3 separate regions of the Mus musculus genome follow, and regions 1 and 2 are each linked to region 3. The links are chromatin contacts, called in public promoter capture Hi-C maps. All regions are on one chromosome and are shown on one strand. Each heading gives the region's core, a stretch centred on a gene start, on an enhancer-like site or on the middle of the called end of the contact. The rest is flanking DNA. Distances are from core to core; before and after follow the strand shown. Region 1 holds the start of Mrps9 (mitochondrial ribosomal protein S9). Region 2 holds the start of 2900092D14Rik (RIKEN cDNA 2900092D14 gene). Region 3 holds the start of Il1rl2 (interleukin 1 receptor-like 2).

What was found. Promoter capture Hi-C pulls out the DNA fragments that hold promoters and counts their contacts.
Region 1: a contact with region 3 is called in a promoter capture Hi-C map of hippocampal neurons, with 3 times the contacts expected there. The contact joins the promoter of Mrps9 here to the promoter of Il1rl2 in region 3.
Region 2: a contact with region 3 is called in a promoter capture Hi-C map of liver, with 4 times the contacts expected there. The contact joins the promoter of 2900092D14Rik here to the promoter of Il1rl2 in region 3. A contact is called at or near these places in 2 of 39 promoter capture datasets (embryonic stem cells and liver) and 1 of 115 datasets of contacts at active chromatin or transcription factors (embryonic stem cells).

What each region holds. Positions count from the first base shown.
Region 1 is chr1:42,848,593-42,852,511 of GRCm38.p6, reverse strand. Mrps9 (mitochondrial ribosomal protein S9) reads right to left here and starts at 1,279. Exons shown (of 11, transcript NM_023514.4): 1 at 1,086-1,279. The coding sequence starts at 1,220.
Region 2 is chr1:42,698,394-42,702,713 of GRCm38.p6, reverse strand. 2900092D14Rik (RIKEN cDNA 2900092D14 gene) reads right to left here and starts at 2,378. Exons shown (of 1, transcript NR_027891.1): 1 at 1-2,378. Pou3f3 (POU domain, class 3, transcription factor 3) reads right to left here. Exons shown (of 1, transcript NM_008900.3): 1 at 2,504-4,320. The coding sequence ends at 4,075. All of the region lies in intron 1 of Gm46091 (predicted gene, 46091), which reads right to left.
Region 3 is chr1:40,322,608-40,327,097 of GRCm38.p6, reverse strand. It overlaps Il1rl2 (interleukin 1 receptor-like 2), which reads right to left and starts at 2,509. Exons shown (of 11, transcript NM_001356478.1): 1 at 2,349-2,509; 2 at 540-609. The coding sequence starts at 603.

The sequences.
Region 1 (3,919 bases), core at 30-2,529, 2.5 Mb before region 3:
TGCCCATATAATCATTACCAATAAACATATTTTGTATGCTACAGTTCCTCTCATATGCAATTATGTGTCTCAAAGAGATGTATAGAAGAAATAAAAATGTCCAACACATTTTCCAATTTTCAAAACCAAGAAACCCAGATGTTTAACAGATCAATGGACAAATTGGTTTATGTTACAACATCAAATAACAGAAAAAGGTGGCCAGTCATTTTGTAAAACAGTTCTAAGATCCAGCGTTTAACTTCTCGGCAATATCTGGTGGTAGTACTGCTTTTCCAACATTTCGTACTCTTTCTACTCAAACTGTTCTGTTTTCCAACCCCCACTTGTTTGACCGCGTGTTCTCAATCTCTTGAGACCTCTCTTTCGGCCTGTTCATCTGCCTACTCTTGCAGGACACCATCTGCGCGCTATTCCCTGGGTTTCCATTAGAACCTGCAAGGTAACAGGACTTCAAAGTTAGGTCTCCTCCTGTGTCACGGGCACACCCACCGAAAGGACTACTGGAAATCTCCGGTAGAATATGCCACAGACACTTTAAGTGCAATTACAGCCGAAGCTCGTTTTCTCCCACTTTTAATGAGCCACATTAAACGGGCGACAAGCAAAGACTCAAGCTAGAAATCCCAGCTTCACACCGACCCCGGAATTGAGCGAAGCGGTCAAATTCTGCTCTCCTAATGTCACACACACACACACACACACACACACACACACACACACACACACAAGTTTCGGGAAAATTACAAAAACTGAAATTCCGCAAACGCAGAGCACTTGTAAAAAGTCTCAGTTCGCTCCACAGACTGACTCTGCCCAGGACATCTTCCGGGTCGCGCAGAGTTCGGCTCCCCTTCTCCCCGGGACGAATCACAAGACCCAGGCAGCCACCCAACTCCATCTGCCGAACCCTTTGCTCCTCAAAGCCCAGGGAGAGGCTGCAGAGGATCCGTCCGCGGCCGATTCCCCGATCCCCAAGCGTGACCTCCGACCTCTACCTTGAGGGCTCTGGCAGCCCTGGAAGGTGGGCCGGCTTCACGTCACCCTACCACACGGACCGCCAGCTCCAGCTCCCAGGACCTTACCTGGAACCTGGTCCCTGTCTGCCAGCCAACCGCCGAGGCTGTCCAGTACCCGGGCCTCTGGCAGAGGCTAGCTCTAACAGCGGGAGTGAACCAAAGGGAAAGCACTCGGCCGCAGGACACACAGGGGGCGGCCATGTTGGCCGTAAGAAACATCCTGGCGGGAGGGGAAAGGGGTGGAGCCTGGAGACTGCGCAGGCGCAGACCTCCCAGGCGGAAGCGCTTCCTTAGCAATTGCAACTAGGGGCGGAGTTCTGTAGTCCAGCCCCTCGCCGCTGATTGGGTGCGCGGCAGCAGGTTGCCTTGCACATGGCTTTCGGCTTACTAGCAGCTGTAGTCCTAGCTGAGTTCCTGGTACCCACGCTCAGACAAGCCTTCCACAGTCTTATTCTCACTCCAACAATCCAAGCTGGCTTTCCTGTCCGCTTGCCTTCCCGCAAGGGCCTTCTGCTCCCCCTTGAACTTGCCCGTTTTAAAGATCTGTTTCAAGACATTCTTCTTCCAGCAACTAACCATTCTGGCTTCCAACACATTGTGTTGACTCTTAGCTGTCTGACCCACAGGCTGAGGAAAAGCACCTCCCTGCTCAACTTCATGGCTCTCCCTGATTGCCTCTGAGCCTTAAAGCCATTAAGAGTGGCTGCAGACACAGGAACTGTCTTTGCCTTCTGAAACTTGAACTTCCTAACCCTAAGTCTAGGGTTATCTCTACCAGATACAAGTGGTTGAATAAATCACTCTTAAAGGGTTTTCCAATGTTGAAAATTATCATTGAATAATTTGATAATGTTGAAATTATCATTAGAAGTTTAAAACATACTCAGAAAACGAGATCAAGGTGACCGAGTAAGAGGCTGAGAAGTTAAAAACACTCTATGTTCTTTCAGAGGACCTGGGTTTGGTCCCCAGAACTCTTGTGGAAAATCACATCTATCTATCTATCTATCTATCTATCTATCTATCTATCTATCTATCTATCACATCTATCACATCTATCACATCTATCTATCTATCTATCTATCACATCTATCTATCTATCTATCTATCTACCTATCTATCTATAATTACAGCTCTAAACAATCTGACACCTTCTCTGAATTTCAAGGGGATCAACCATGTCTGTGATGTACAGACACATATACATACAAGCAAAATATTTATACATGTAAATTAGAAATCTGTTTTTTAAGTTATGAAGTAAGTGCTGGCATCGTACAGTTATCACCTCATAAAACAGCTCTAGGGAAATAGAAATTGCATAGCTTCAGAAAAATAGAAGAAAAAAAACCCCTCCAAATAGGATGCTTGTAGTAAAGGGGGGAAATCATTATTTTCCCCTTTGTTTGTTTCCTTTACATTAGTGAAAATCTCTTCATTCAGTGGCAGAAGTCCAGGACTAGTATTTGGAGAAGAAGAATAAGTTAGAGGCGAGGCAGTGCTGGCCAGAAAAGCAGGTAGGCTAACTCCAGATCTTTACCTCTCCCTCTATCTCTCCAAATCCAATCCTCTAGTCTTATCTGTAGCAGAACTGCTGTGGCCTCTTCTCACTCTCTGATCCCATTCCCAGGGGACTAAACAGACCCTGGTAGATCACCCACCTTCCCTCCCTCTGCAGCCCTCCTTACTTCCTCCCCTCCAGCCCATCTTCATTCCTAAATGTCAGCTCTCAATACCAAGAAACACATTGTACCTGGAACCCCCAGTAGCCACAACTGGCTGGATCTGAGAAGCATTCTACCAGGCAACACACAGCCACCACAGACTCCTAAGAACCAGAGAAAACAAACAAACAAAAAACAAGGAAAAGAAACCCACTCAGCAAAAGCAAGACCAGATGTCAGCACCTGGAATTACAAACATCCCCAAACCCAGATGCCTACATGCCATCATAAAAACAGAATAAAAACCAGCCAGTATAACATGTCTCCATTAGATCCCAGCAACAGGCCCGAGAACTGAAACTTAGTTGAAGACAAAGACTTTAAAGTAACCTTCATGAATATGATAGAGGTACTTAAAGAGGAAATTAATAAACCCCTTTAATAAATCTGAAAATACAAACAGTGGAAGGAAATCAATAAAACAGTCCAAGACCTGAAAGAGAAAACAGGATCAATAAAGAAAACCAAAACTGAGAGAAAATCTGAAAATAAAAAATTTAGGGACTCAAACAGGAACCTCAAAGGCCTCACAAACAAAATATAAGAGGGGGTAGTGAGAATCTCAGGCATAAGGGCTCATATGTAAAATAAAATGGAATTTTGTCAAAATAACAGTAAAGAGATTCTCAGGCTTTGAAGACACCATAAAGAAGCTGATACCTCGGTCAAAGAAAATGTTAAATCTAAAAAAAAAAAAAAAAAACCTGACACAAAACATCCAGAAAACTGGGACACTATGAAAAGACTAAATCTAAGAATAATAGGAATAGAGGAAGGTCAAAGGCATAGAAAACATTTTCAATGAAATCATAAAAGAAATTGCTTCTAACCTAAAGAAGGAGGTACCTATCAAGGAACAAGTCGCTTACTGAACACCAAATATATTGGACCAGAAAAGAAATTCCTCTTGACACAAATAATAAAAATATTAAATGTACAGAACAAAGACAGAGTATTAAAAGTTCTAAGGGTAGAAAACCAAGTAACATATAAAGGCAGGCCAATTAGAATTACAACTGATTTCTCTACATAGATTTTAAAAGTCAAACAGGTTAGGTTCATGTTCTACAAGCTCTAAGAGAACACAGATGCCATTTCAGACTAGTATACACAGCCAAACTTTCAATCACAATATATGAAGAAAATAAGACATTCTGTGATTTAAAAAAAAAAAAT
Region 2 (4,320 bases), core at 1,129-3,628, 2.4 Mb before region 3:
GAGCAAACACTGGAGGCCAGGAAGAAGCAGAGGGAGTCTCTAAGATCAATGAGAGAGAGAGAGAGAGAGAGAGAGAGAGAGAGAGAGACAGAGAGAGAGAGAGAGAGAGAGAGAGAGGAGGAATAACCCTTAGCTAATACTAAGAAGGGAAAACGCAGAGCAACAACAGCAAAGTGACTAATATTTTAAATACACCTTGAATTATTTATTGTACAGACTTGTCAGGGGAAGGTGATTGGGTAGATGGGGTGATCAAAGCTTGGATAGTGGCTCGGGAGCCACACTCTACTGTAAACTATAACTGGGCCTAGTTTGAAAGTAGCCAAGCTGATGGACCAGAACTTTGTCACTTTCCTTTGGGTTGGAAGGGGAAGAGTAGGCAGTCTGAAATGGAGGAAACAAATGGGCAGTTTACGAAGCACAAGACATTTGTGCTGCATAAGAACACAATGACCAAATTCTTTTTTTTTTAAAGACCTGGTGATATACAACAATATGTTCATTATTTACATGTGTAACAATATGAGCCTTAGCACAAAAACTCTCATATCTTCTCTGCTGTGTTTCAACCATCAATTTCATTTTGTAAATACATTCAAAGGATTGACTTTAAAACAAAAAGTGCAAGCGTCAGCTTACTTTACACAACACACAATGACAAGCAAAACTGCTTGGTTTGCCTATCTTCTTCAATCAAAAACGTACTCTGCTACCCATAGATCTGGGCTTCTTCCAAAGTAACCAGCAAATAGAAGACAGGGTAAAATCTAACATTAGCTCTTTTGTCATGAGCTAAATCAAGAAAGCAGATACCTCCTGGCATTTAAAATAGACCCATTCCTTTCCTAGTCAGGCACCACCATTCCAGCAGGAAAACAAAACAAAACATCAAACAAACAAACAACAAAACAAAACAAAACCTCGCCCTTAATCAAACAACAAAAATAAAACAAAAACAAAAACCCACCAAGATCCCTGTCACACACCAGTGATGTGTTCCATTTACAAACAGCCTGGCCCATTCCTCACTTTCAGGGAGGCCTTCTTGGCTTACCCTCAGAGCCTCTAAAACAACAACAACAACAACAACAACAACAACAACAAAACAAACAAATAAAAAGATGATGACTCTCACCCTACCCCAACTCCAGGCAGTGTGATAACAATAACAGGAGAAACAGAAAACAAAAGCAAAGAGAAAAATAAAATGTGGTTTCTTATCTGTACCTTCATGTCTTTCTGTTTAATAAATATGGCCTTTTCCAGATTTCATGAATCAGAATGCTGGTGATTTTTTTTTTTTTTACTACAATTTGGTATCTAAAATAATGCAACCCAAATACATGGTTGTCTGGCTGGGCTCAATTTGTGCTATTGGGTCTGTCTGTGAGAAACTATTTCTTGTCCTCATAGTTTCCCAGAATTTTTTAACCCTTGAATCTATATTGGGGGAGGGGAAGCCAGCAAAGATTAGGCAAAAGGTGAATGGTAGCTGAGATTGGGGGAAATGCCTGTGTAAAAATCATTGTTTTTCCACCTAAGTACTTAAAAAAAAAAAAAAAAAAACCACATACAATACAAGGACTCAACCAATCAGAGCCTTTCTCCTCTTTATCTCTCATACCCTGAGGTGTTGTATTTCCAGCTTGTAAATACTGATGCATCAACTTGATAAATGTGACCATCCTGCAGGGTCTTATCTAAAAAGTGACCAAAATAACTAAAGCCTAGGCATTGGTAAGGAAGATGAAGAGTTACTATGCCTCTGAAGGACCAAACCACAGAAATGGGCAGCCTGGAGTCTGCGCTAGGGACAATCTCAGCACAGAGCAAAGCAGGGCTCAGTACCATCATCTTTCATGAAAGAAATATAGGAAGAAAAGCAAATATAGGCTTAATAATGGAAATTTAATCACACATAGTTATCAATGGGGAGTAACTGATATCAAAATATTTCATGAATTTATAAGCTATCCTTCGCAACTATTGATCCACAAAGACAGAAAGAGAAAGAAAAGAAAGAAAGAAAGAAAGAAAGAAAGAAAGAAAGAGAGGAAAGAAGGAAGGAAAAGAAAGGAAGAAAGAAAAAAACAGGGATATATTGGAAGGCAAGGTGATCAAAAAGAGGCTGACCTAAGAGGAACTGTATTTACCATGACTGGCTGGTGGGCATATTTTCACTGGTGATGTAGCAAAACACAGGTACTTTCAAGAAAATGGCTAATATTTATAGATCACTCAGCAAAAACACTAGAGACACCCATTGAAACTGAGGGTAAGGAGAATATTGTGAAATTTATGGACCAACAAGGAGTGAATAACCACTATTGCTAAAGCAACTCCTTTTAGCAACCCTAGCCTGTTCTGGAGGTTTCAAACATACCTTTGCGTGGGGAAGCTCCGCTCTCTTAATGCTATGACTTAAGGGTCTGCATTAGTAAAAAAATATTTTCTAAAGGATTCTTTTCTTCCCACACAGTGTTTATGCATCAGACACAGACCATTTCATTCTAACAAATTTATTTTCTCAATCAGCTCTTACGGAATCACTACTCAAATTAAATTACAATCAAATGATCACATCAAAAGATACCCTTATTACCTAACAACTGTCCATATTTTCATTTCATTTTGATTTGTGCTCGTCTGAAAAAAACACGTAATACAAGATCTGGGGAAAAATAAATTACCGTTTTGCAGCAGTTCATAAGTATTTTGAATAAAATATTAAAAGAAGTCATTTAATGAAAATATAAAGCAAATATTTTTAGATCAACAACGGATCTAACGATTCTATATTGCCGTCATTTGAAAAGTCTGTTTATTAAAACCTACCAAAAACACTGCTTGGAAATGGCAGTATTACATAATCACATCCGCAGCACCCATTCAATCAAAGTTGGCAACGCATTGAGGGCAGAAGTCAAGGGAAGTGCGCGGTTGGTGCTGTCTTTCCACACCCTTTTATCGGAGTCAGTCCAGAAATAAAAAATAAAAAATGTTAATAAAAAAAATATTAGCGGCGGAATCTTTAGGCATGGTCCACCCCGAGCGGCAGTCAGCAAAGCCCGGGTTTGGTGGTGGAGGCCTGGCCCTTGTGGGCGGTCTCAGAGGCTGGGCCCGGGCCCCGCTTTTGTGCCCTCTCCGCTAGTGGATTGCGGCTGGACGTACCTACCCTTCAGCCTCACCCAGCCTTGGCTCTTTCGCGATGCTTTTATTTCCAAGTTTACTGCGGAGGATGCTTTCTTTTGGCTTTCTTGTTCAGTCTGTGAACTTCAGAAGCGGCGAATCTTCCCCCCCAGACTCTGTTTCTCCCTTCTTCCCATTTCTTAGTTGATTTATTTGTTCCCCAAAGACTTGAATATGGCCAAGAAAAACACTGTCCAAGAGCAGAGTCAGACCTGCAGGAAACCTGGTGCGTCTTTCTTTTCAGGTCGCTCCCCATAAAGAAAGTTTCCATGGATCTTTTAGGCAGCCCTTTTGGAAGAAGTGGAAGAAAGAGGGGGGGGGTGTCTCTCTCTTATCTCCGAGGCAGGTGTTCTCCACCGACGACGCCATGCAGGACATCTCGGTGTGGACAGTACCTCAAGTGTGCAGTTTAGGTGCGTTAGGCATCTTCACCCTTCTTTCAAAACAGAAGCAGAACACCACCACAGTATAAACGAGATGTCCCTGTTGCCCCTTTTCCTCTTCCGGTTTTGTTTGTTATATATGCATATAAAACAGTCTTGGTATTTATTATGCTTAAAAATTTTTTTGGTCCCTCCTTTCTTGGACTTCAGAAAGAGTCTCATCGGTCTCCAGCTGTCCTCCCCCCTCCTGGGGCCGTGGCACGCCTGTCTTTGGGCGGAGGGGAGGAGGCCTAGATGCCCTGGCACTGGCCAGGTGCTGGGTCTGCGCGGCGGCAGCGGCGGCGGCGGCGACGGTGACGGCGGCGGCGGCGGCAGCAGCAGCAGCGGTGGTTCTCGGCGGCGGCGGCTCGGAGACGGCGGCGACGGCGACCATGGCGGTGCTGACAGCGGCTGCGGAGGTGGCGGCGGCGGCGGCGGCCCTCTTCGCGCTGCGCCCCGGCATTCACTGCACGCTGGTCTGAAGCCCGTGGTGCGGTGGCGGTGTGTCAGCGCTCACGGTACCCACCTGCGAGTAGACATCGTCCGGCGTCTGCTGCTGGATGCCAGGGGGCGTCATGCGTTTTTCCTTTTGGCGTCGGTTGCAGAACCAGACCCGCACGACCTCCTTTTCCAGCTGTAGGCTGTCGGCCAAGTTGGTGATTTCCTGCGCCGAGGGTTTAGGGCACTTGAGGAAGTGGCTCTCCAGCGC
Region 3 (4,490 bases), core at 1,260-3,759:
TCTGCCCTTAGTCTCTGTCTCAACATAGAACCAACCTGGTCGTTTTCCTGCCTATACTTGCAGTCAGATGTATCCTCGTTCCACAGTGCTTGGTTCTAAAGACAGCTTCCCTTTAAAGCCCATTTCTACCAAGTTGGGTTTTCTTAGAAACTTGTACTCTCTGGTAGTTTTGGACCATAAAATAGCCCTTTATATGAAATAGATGACACTAGTAGCCCATCTGTTTAAGCATTGGAACTGAGTCCACTCGAGTGTTTGAGGACTTCTCTGTATCACCTGTTAGTCCAAAGTTCCAAGGTGACATTTGGGGGTTGAGCCTCCAAGAAGTTGGGAATGAACTTTTCCTATCCCTCCCTCCCCGCTCCCTTTTTGACCGGCCTGCCAGATTATCTGGTGGAAAGAGTGACTAGCAAGGTTGGGGCTTAGTTGATGCCCCTGCAAGTGGGTGAGTCAGGGGCACGGAGATGAATGACAAAGGATGCTGCTGGCAAGGCAACAGGTCTCTGGGATACAAGGACTCACAGACCCGCAGAACTTACCTGCTGCCACGAAAAGCAGAAGCAGGAAAAACACCCCACAGAAGAGCAAAGATGTAACCCCCATCTCAGGCTACAAAGGAAAAGAGAGGACAATGGTAGAAGTAAGGGATGCAGTGAGGCTGGTACCTTCCCGCACACAATTTTAGAGAATCCAGAATGTCAGTCCCAGTTCAGGTCACTGGCCTTCCTTCCCCTCTGCATGGGGAGCCCTCCACTTGGCCTCCCTCCGTTCCAAGGCCAGCCTTTCCCCATCTCCATTACACCAGACCTTCAGAAGCCAGTAAACGCCGACTGGCCTGTGAAGGGGACTGGTGGGGAGTTGGGAGACAGGGCCAGATGTGCTGGCACTTGGATCAAGCCAGGGCCAGGAGACTGAACCCCAGCCAGAGCAGACTGTGGACCCGCCCAGCGTGCATCTGGGATCGCATGGGTCGGAGGGGCTCCCCTGTAACCCTATGTGCTCGCTGGCTGAGCGGTAAGTGCTGGCCCACCTGGAAAGGGCAAGGGAGAGCAGGAATCCCAGAGTTTGACCCAAGTCCCGGCCCACTTTCCAGGTCGGAGTCTTCTAGCCGCCCCAGTGACTATTGATCGCTAACTCCCTCCGCTCCGGCTGCCCCGGGCTTGCTCCACCTGCCTATGGGGTCTCAGAGCGCTGGGTCTCGTGGAGCAGAGCGGGAACCACTCTGGGGACCGAATCCTGGTTGGTCACCGCACTCTGCACCTTGGGCATCGCTTCTCCGCCGCGGGCGGAACAGACTCACCTTCCCCAAGTGGAGCAGGACAGAAATAATCCGTCCTTCGAAAATCGTTCAGTCTTTTTTTCCTGATCCCAGGCCAGCACGTTCATCTATCAGGAATGTCGGCTTAAATATGCTCCAGATCATCGCTAAAAATTATTATATCCTTTCCAAACACTATCTGAGCGGTTCTTACACACCCAGCACTGTCCTAAAATGGACTATTCCAGAGGTGGAAGCGCTTCTGAGAAAAGGCATTAACCCCACCCCAGCCCCGTCCTCGTGCCAGATCTTAGGTAAAGCAGACTCCCGACAGGTTGAGCACCGATACAGTCAGTCTAAACTTGCCATAAAGTAATGCTTGCTCGGACCTGTCTTCCTGCGCCAGAGACACTGGAGACCCCACTAGGCACTGAGAAGAGCAGTGGCGGCAAACGCTGTCAGACCAACAGCTTCTTAGTGGGCATCCCTCGGAGTCTTTGTGGATTAGAAACTGTAAGACTTTGAAAACAACCACAGCGTCAGTCTGACTAGCTGTCCCAGGTTCACAAAGTTAAGATGTACACGTGTCTGTCCGAGTACTGTCCCTTGGCAGAAGCACTCTGCCTTACAATTCTGGGATGATCTCTGTGTTGAGTAAGTCTGCTGATGCATGAGGAATCAATCATTAGTTCTGGATACAGAACAGATATGGGGATAGTGAGTTTTCAGGGAAAACAAAAACAAAAACCACGACGTTAAGCGGAATGAGAAACAGAAGAAACGTCCTACCTATACGGAAATTAAACAAACAGGAAGCTAAGATGTAGAAGAGAGATTACAGGGGTGGGTGGATGAAGCCGGTGAAAAGAAGCTGGGTTCAATTAGTGCGCACCAAACCCCAGTAATATATAAAATTAAGACAAAACTGATTGAAGTTTTAAAAATAAAAACACAAAACTATCACGTGTGTGCACGCAGAACCTCCCAGAGAACTACGGAAGGAACTGAGACTGTACTCACAGAGGTCTGAAGGACAATTTCAGCTTTGTTTGGAGTGGCCAGAAGAAACCCAGCTTTGGTAGAAACTTACTGACTTCAGTCTCCTCTGGTGACCCCCCTCTTCTTCTCACTTTTGTATCTTGAAGTGTGTGCCACGCAGTTGTCAAGGGCCACATAATTCCAAACAAGCTGTGTCGCGTAAGCAACAAACATCAGAAGCCATCATCTCCCAGCTTCCGGTCTCTGTCCGCCCAAACCCAAACTCCCAGTCTTCAGCTTGGTGCTTATTCTCTCCCCTCCCCCTCCCTTTGTGTGTGTCTGAGTGGTGTGTGGGGGTGGAGAGCAGAGAGGGAGAAGCAGGAAATTCCTTAAGCAATGTAAGATATTCTTACATAAGATTTCCTAGTCACTGTATAAAATTTACTATACTGTGCACTTACATAACTTACTTTTTAATAAAAGCATTATACTTGCGGGATTTAAACATTTGAGGTGTGGTCCTTCTCAATAAAGGCTTGCCCCATCCTGTGAGCATGAGCAACCGACGTGTCTCTCTCCCTTAGCCATTTTGGTTGTCCCATTTTTTTTACGTTTTGCTAATTATTATACATAATGTTGCCGCGACAATCCTGGCAATGTCTCTTACACGTCTGAGAGAAGCTCCTGGATCATTAGGTAGGTGTGCCCTCGTCTGCGTTGGCAAACCTCTGACTGATTATTCCATGACACCATTCTCTAGAGAAGGATTCTGATGCCCCATGTTCTTGCCAAATATTAAAGGCATCCGAATGTGTCCGATGGCACACTGAGTGTTGGGAAGACAGCTTAGAGACATGAGCCCTTCAACAGCTTGCCACCATGATTTTCTGGTAAATAACATTTTTTTAAAAGAGATATTCAACTATTAGGAAGCACATAAGATATGAAATACAGTTAGGAGACAGGTGGAAAGAATATGATAAGGCACAGCCTTTCTCCTGAGCAGTGGCCTGGAGCCCAACAGGTAGATGTCTGGGGCAAGAGCTCTCTCTTTCTACTTTTTACGTTTTATTTTTACTATGTTTAATTATGTGTGTGCATCTGCACTGGCTATGTGCATGTGACTGCAGGTGACCATAGGGTCCAGAAGAGGGTGTCGGCTCCCTTGGAGCTGGAATTACAGGTGTTTGTGAGTTACCTGATATGGGTTCTGGGGACCAAAGTCTGATCTTCTGCAACAGCCATTTACATCCCTACAGAATGAACCGTCAGTACAAAGTCTCTGAAGGACCGAGTTTGGGACACTCCAAAAAAAAAAACTGAAATGAAGGGAGAGTGATTGCCACACAGCAGAGGGGAGAGCTGGGTAAACTGAAGTATGGAAGTAGGTGTGGCTAGATCACATGGGGCCTGGGAACGACAATACAATGGCTGCCATTATTATAGGCAAAATTAAAAGATATTACAATGTTTAAATCAGGAAAAATATAATCTCACACTAATTCCTCCTCACCCCGGAATTGGTACCCTTACCACTAAAGACAGCCTAAAGCGCAAAGCACTAAGGGAACAGCACAGGTTTTCAAACCAGGTGCACATAGAGCTGAAGAGGAATGGCAGGGTGAAGGCATGGGGGCGGGGGAGTTGCATGGGGAAAGAGTAGATCTAATAATACACAAAGGCAGGGCAAGTCGGTGTGTGCTACTGAGCTCATGGCTGCTGTGTTCCCCTGAGACACAGAGAGTGGGGGTTAGGGCCTAGACCAGCAAGCCCTTCTTCAGTAACAGGGGAGAGAGAGAGAGAGAGAGAGAGAGAGAGAGGGAGAGAGGGAGAGAGGGAGAGAGAGAGAGAGAGAGAGAGAGAGAGAGAGAGAGAGAGAACCAGGAGATCAGAAGATAAAGAGGATAGAAGAGAGAGAAGATTTAAAAAAAAAGTTTGGGATCTGGAGGTCTTGTACAAGCTATGGCTTGAGCCAAGCAAGCTTATTTAAAAAGTACAGCATTATTTGATGTACAACTTCCAGGGGAGAAATGGGGGTGTCCAAAGAAGCTACCCGACAACGGGACAAAGTCAGCAGGAAGCTAATCAAACAGTGTTGCAAGAGAGGAACACAGGGTTTCTGGAGAATACTATATATAGGCCATGCATACAATGGCCTTGAGACTGATAACCAATAACTCCATACAGTCAGAAGAGTTGAGATCTCAGGATCTGAGGTCACAGCTCCCCCCAAGGCCCTGGCCCCAGGTCATTA